2 separate regions of the Danio rerio genome follow, and region 2 is linked to region 1. Evidence: chromatin contacts called from public Hi-C data. All regions are on one chromosome and are shown on one strand. Each heading gives the region's core, a stretch centred on a gene start, on an enhancer-like site or on the middle of the called end of the contact. The rest is flanking DNA. Distances are from core to core; before and after follow the strand shown.

Region 1 (3,447 bases), core at 855-3,354:
CAATGCACTTAAAATTGTACAAATAATTAAGATAACCTAATCGATTTGTGTTGTCCTTTAATCTGAGGTTTATAGAGTTCAGATTAATAAGGTAGCCGAAATACACGTGATTGATTGGTGAGGTTGCTGAGGTGATTTAAAAATGACAGATTCATCTCTGATCTTAAACATGGTGAAATGAGACAGATCTATCAATAAATGGTGAAACGAGAGTGATCTAAAGGGGAGAACAAAGATCCGATTCAAAAAGCCCCCCAAATACAAATAAAAACTCAAGAAACACTAGCCCAACAGCATTTAAAACATTACGCTTGCTGCTTTCAAACCACTAATTTAAAATGAGTTGATTTAACACAATTCTTAAAGTTTTTTTGGGGCAGCGTAATTGTTTTATGTTCGTTCCACTTAAATTTGTACAAATAATTAAGTTAACCTAATCGATTTGTGTCGGGGCAACATGAAGGTATTGTGTGGAACCCAGCATTTTTTACAGCGAGTGCTGATATAAACTGTTACCTCCCTCATTCTCATCAAGATAAAAGCAGCCCGTCGCATTTCGCAATGTTGAACTGAAACCCCTCATTCAACATTTACACATATCGCTTGCAGAAAGGGAGTTACTTTAGGCCTTAACGCTGCATACTAAGCCTCCTCACACCCAATAACCATCTAACATGCATTTGCTTCCTGCACCAGCTTGACATGCTCATCTTCGGATATGCTGCAACATTTCCTCCTCTAACCCAGTGATGTAATACATACTTCTGCTGAAGGCCACACAGAAGGAGGTCGCGCACATCAAGGGCATTAAAGACCTCTTAATATTCAGAATTCAAACTGAAAGGGCACATTCTACCTGCAGCTCTTTTGGGACATTTGAGCCTGAAAGATCTCACTATGGGTCACTGCTGATCTGCTCTTTTTTTTTTTTTTTGTGGACAATGGTTATGGCTCTGCAGAGCTCCATTGTGCTTTCCATTGACGTCCTGTCTGGCATCAGTAATGAGCAGGATGGATGCCTCTTACATATTCTGCAACCTGTGTGTGCAAACCCACCCACCCACTGTAAAAACTCCATAGCCTGCTTGTCTCTCCATAAAATGCTGGCATTACTGATGCTAATTAGGCTACAAGGACAGCAGGATTTGCCTGCAATGTTTAGATGAAGCACAAGGCAACATTTTAAAATAAACTACACCACCAAGCCATGCAGGAATGATTCATAACGGCCCATGGCCAGGGATGTAACGTAATCATGCACATCTCAAGCACAAAGAATGTAATAAATCAAAAAGGAACAAAAGAACCCAAAGTAAAAGACATAGCAAGCACTGAAGTGAGAAATGCATGCTTATGCACTGATGAAAGTTGCCTTCAGTGGATGAAATAGCATGAATCAGACAAAGCAGAAACGCCCCCCTGCGCATGAACATACAGCAGCCTGTATGCATTGTGTGTGCAGACTGTGATTAATCTGCCATTATCAAACACACGTGAGAGCATTTCAAGTACAATAGATGGAAAAGACCCAGGGATCCTTTTGATCAGACTAGGGATCATCTCATCCTTTAATCTGAGGTTTATATTAGAGTTCAGATTAATAAAGCAGCATATATACACGGGATTGATTAGTGAGGTTGCTGAGGTGATTCAAATATTACGGATTCATCTCAGATCCTACGCACAAGGTGAAATGAGACTGATCTATAAATAAATGGTGAAATGAGAGTGATCTAAAGGAGAATGGCAGCACAAAGAGAACTCACCCACAGCAAACATACAACGATGACAATGACAACGGCTGCAGCAGTCAGCAAACTAACATTGCCATCATCTCTGGAGGAAGAGTTTGATCCTATTTTAGACAGGATCTGGAGATCTTCAGCGTAATCGACGTCAAACTGTCTGCGTTGAAATCCCAGTGTGACGAAGGTTTATCTGGCCGATGAGGATACAAGATCCCGCTTTCCAAATGCTGACAAAGCTATTTTGATTGGCTTTCTTCTCCTTTCCACGTCCTATAAGCACCTCTGCCAACGGGCCTTTGCTATTTTTTGCTTAGCTCTTGGTCCAAAGCCGTCGCCCATGAAATTATTCTGTCCCTTTAAAAACAATACTTCCGGGATTTGCTGAAAAATAACTAGGGGGCGGAACGTTCGAACAGCTGAAGGGCTGTCATTTAAGCGATTGGTCGCTTTCCCTATCAAGAACCAATAACAATTGCCTATTTAGGCTATATTTGAATATATTTGAATAACAGTAATATATTACGGCGAAAGAGACTCCTATTGGTTCCGTGAAACGCAACGACTTTTCAAGCCACGCCCATGTACACGTGCTATTTGTTCCTTTTACTCCGCTGGTGGAGAAACGTACAGGACAAAAATAGGGTTTATAGATCGACGGACTGGTAATATAAATATAATGTTTAGTAATACTTGATGATGTAGACCAATTTAAACAAGTAAATAATAACCCTTTTAAGGACAGTGATTACAGTCCGGAATAAATTACTATTTTAAATTTTTTTATTAGTGTTTAAATCTTAGCAAGGCATTATTTGCGCTTAAAATACAGTGAAACATGTGAAACAACACAAAAAATTATTTTGTTTTAAAATGTAACCCATTCTCGTGATGCATAACTGACCTAGTGCTATATATATATATATATATATATATATATATATATATATATATATATATATATATATATATATATATATATATATATATATATATATATATGTGTGTGTGTGTGTGTGTGTGTGTGTGTGTGTATATATGTGTATATATGTGTATATATGTATATATATATATATATATTTTAAACTTTAAGTCGCAAAAACAAACAAATTCATCATTATTTATTTATCATTATCAACTGAGCACTAACAACAAGCAGAAAATGTTAGAAGCAGTTCAGGAGCAAAGAATATAATATAATATATACAATAATATATATTATTATTATTATTATTATTATTATTATTATTATTATTATTATTATTATTATTATTTAAATCTGTGAAATATATTATAAGCCATATAAATACAATTCTTTAAATATAACTGAAAATACATATAAAGAATTTGAATCCAAATAATATTTTTATAAAAACATTTTATCCTGAATTGTGGAGGACGAAACCTGCAAAAGCAATAAATAGATAAATAAGAAAAAATATAAATAAATGAGTAAATAAATGCATAAATTCCTGCAAAAATAAAACAATAAATAAATAAATATGCAAATTAATAAATCAATAAATAAATGCATATAAAACCCACAAGTTCCTGCATAAATAAATATTATCATTATTTTGTTATTATTATTAACTGAGCACCAACAACAAGCAGCAAACCAGCATGTTAGAAGCAGGTCAGAGAATGATATAATAGAAAGTCAGATATTTACTTTTCCCCTATAATAATAATAATAATAATA
Region 2 (3,199 bases), core at 202-2,701, 180 kb after region 1:
GGTATTGAATTCCACTCTCTGATTCCTGTATATACTCTGGGTTTGTTGGATGTATTCCATGTTGTCTTATCTGTTGCTGTATAAATAAATAAACCTAATAACCTATATATATATATATATATATATATGGGACTCAAACCAGCAACCTTCTGGCTGTGAGGCGATCGTGCTACCCACTGTGCCACCGTGATATATATATATATATTATAATATATATATATTATATTATATTATATATATATTATAATATATATATATTATATTATATTATATATCACGGTGGCACAGTGGGTAGCACGATCGCCTCACAGCCAGAAGGTTGCTGGTTTGAGTCCCAGATGGGTCACTTGGCATGTCTGTGTGGAGTCTGCATGTTTTCCCAGTGTTCGTGTGGGTTTCCTCCCCCACAGTCCAAAGACATGCTATAGGTGAATTGAATAAGCTACATTGGCCGTAGTGTATGTGTGTGGATGCAAGAGTGTATGGCTGTTTCAACATGTTGGGTTGAAAGGGCATCCGCTGTGTAAAACATGCTGGACAAGTTGGTGGTTCATTCCATTGTGGCAATCCCTGATATATAAGGGGACTGAGCTGAAAAAAAATGAATGAATGAATAGTCAAGCCTGAAATTATTTATACCCCTGGCTGCCAATTCTGACTTAAAATTCTTTGTTTAAATGTAGATAAAAGCTAAGAAATGTATATATATTTTCCCCCCACAATGATGCCTCTTTGTCTTATTATCTTTCGGGAGACGCCAGTGTCATTTCAAGTAAAAAAAAAAAACTTGCTGGTTGAACAAATGTGACTTTAAGTCAGATTATGCCATGGATATGCTTGACTCTCTATGAATTTATGATTATAAGTATTTACATATAAAATTAACTGAAGGTCTTGTTTATATACTTTGTATATAAATGTATATATTATGTGTGTTATTCTGTGTGTGGCCGTGCAGTCGTTGTGAACATGCTCAGTACTGCTGCTCTTTGTCAGCGGTTAGAGGAATGGGGAGAAAAATGTGTTGCTTCCTTTTTTGGTGTGCAGGAAATCGATACTTTTCTAGTAAGATTGAGAGAGAAAGAGAGACCAAGATCTGTGTAGAGATCTCAACAAAAGTTTAACAGTGACTTCATTTCTAAGGAAATCAGGGGGAGGTTGTTTTTTTTTTTTTGTTTTTACCTCAGATAAACTTGAACGAAAGAGTAACACCGAAGAGCAATGCTATTTGCCGCCCCTCTTCCTTGTTTATCTTGCATGTGAGTGGTTGAGTCTTTGTGTGTGTGAGAGCGTGTGTGTGCGTGTGTGAATGAGTCTAGGCTAAATGCCTGCTCTCCCTGTTTCCCATCAGCCCAAAGTAAGAGCAGATGGAAGGCTGAGAAGCGAGAAAGGAGGGGGAGAAGGAGAAAATAAGAGAGCAAGACAAAGAGGAGGAGACTCTAGCTGACTTTGGTCACTCGAGAACCTCAGTAGACCTACCATACACACAAACACTGCGGTGACTCCACAGGACACTTACGGTAAGAATCTCGAGGGAAAGCTTTAGGGGTAGCTTGAGAGGTCAGGAGATCATCAGCAGATGCTCCTGGAAGACTGATATAGAGGGTGTGAGAGTGAAAGAGTTTTGTCTGTTGTTGTTCTTTGCGTCTCTCAGCAGTTTTTAAACAGGGCTGGAAAGAGTGAGAGCTTCACAGCTGGAGGGGGAGTTTTGGGTAATGGTTGCCGTCTGTACAACTACACTAAGTGTTAAAAAGAAGTTGAGTTGTATGGGATTTGCACTGTGACACGTTGTACAACTTTTTTACTTTACCAGTGGTCAAAGAAACATATAGCACACAGAGTTTGGAGTTACTTGAACACCAGTTGACAAATGTTTTATAACACTACTCTTTATTTTGTTGCTCTTTTCATAATCGATGTATTCAAATTGATAATTTGATCACCTTTTACATACTGTATGTGTTGACAAAAGTGACAGTAAGTTTGTAACAGAGGAGTAAATCTTTGAAAAAGCCTCTGAAAGCCACTGCAGGCTTGTCATTTTTGTAGTAATTATGATTTGTAGTGTTGTAGTATGCCTGAAACAAGGTAAGCAAGTTGTGTCTCGACTTTTTTGACCAAAAGGTAATGGCTTTTGTAAATGAAGGATGCTAACATACATTTGTCCATGACTTAATAAAGACCAGAAGGAATTGAAATGTCTTTCAGTGAGAACAGTGTTCATACCAAGAAATCACATTAGGCGTATTTACAAGATCTGATAATTAAGTCAATTTAAGGATCAAAGTGCAGTCCCAAAATGCTAATAATTGCCATTTTAAGTCTTGATCAGTTATGACAACAACTCCTGAATTAGTTTTGATTGGCAAAACTATCCTGAATTGTGTCAGATTGTCAATAATGAAATCCAGCTACCTGAGAAATTCATATACAAGGAGCAAACCACGTGTGTAAAGCTTAGGAGTGTCTATGCATTGCACCATCAACTCATACTCCGTGTGAAAGCGCATTAACTTTGCAAGTACATTTGAACTGATTCTGCTCATTCAATTCATCTTTATTTCTATAGCGCTTTTACAGTGTAGATTGTGTCCAAGTCCATTTAAGGCAGTTAATTTCACTCGGCGGCCACCATTAAAAAGCCTCTCAGGCAGTATGCTTGGGGATTCCCTCTGATTGGGGTAACATCAAATTCTCCAAAACTGTTTGTCAAGCTTACAATTACATTACTTATTTGGTATAACCAATAAAATTAAACAACAGCTGTCTCATAAGCTTCGTTCCTAAACATTTTAATCAAACAAGATTGGCATTTTTCAGGATGCATGCGCACTCGAAAAGAACAAGTTCACGACACCAACCTCATTTCTGGCAGTGTTACACGTTATCATCCTCTAGGTAGTGCTTTGTCAGATCGCGCTGCTCGTCTGAAGTAATTCACAGCTCCTTCTTGATGACGAATCTCCTCCAGAAATGACAGCGACTCTTTGTTTACACGTTTGTGGGCATTTGAGTAATTACAGGACTGACTGCACCTTGCGTTCGTTTCATACAGATTACAAAACCAAAGAAATGTTTTAAGTGCAGTTGGTTTATTTAAAAGTAGAGATTTCAAGCTTTATGTGAATATATATCATATGTCTGTGAAGCGAGTATTCACTGAGATTTCAGTGCGTTTGTTGACCAACAAATTGCCGTA

Evidence for each region. A called contact is a pair of places that touch in the nucleus more often than the background predicts.
Region 2: a contact with region 1 is called in a Hi-C map of hematopoietic stem cells, with 1.7 times the contacts expected there. The contact joins the promoter of atp8b5a here to the promoter of atosb in region 1. A contact is called at or near these places in 2 of 18 Hi-C or Micro-C datasets (hematopoietic stem cells and an unstated tissue).

What each region holds. Positions count from the first base shown.
Region 1 is chr5:19,789,432-19,792,878 of GRCz12tu, forward strand. It overlaps atosb (atos homolog b), which reads right to left and starts at 2,105. Exons shown (of 11, transcript NM_001433130.1): 1 at 1,767-2,105.
Region 2 is chr5:19,969,490-19,972,688 of GRCz12tu, forward strand. It overlaps atp8b5a (ATPase phospholipid transporting 8B5a), which reads left to right and starts at 1,452. Exons shown (of 29, transcript XR_012406786.1): 1 at 1,452-1,520.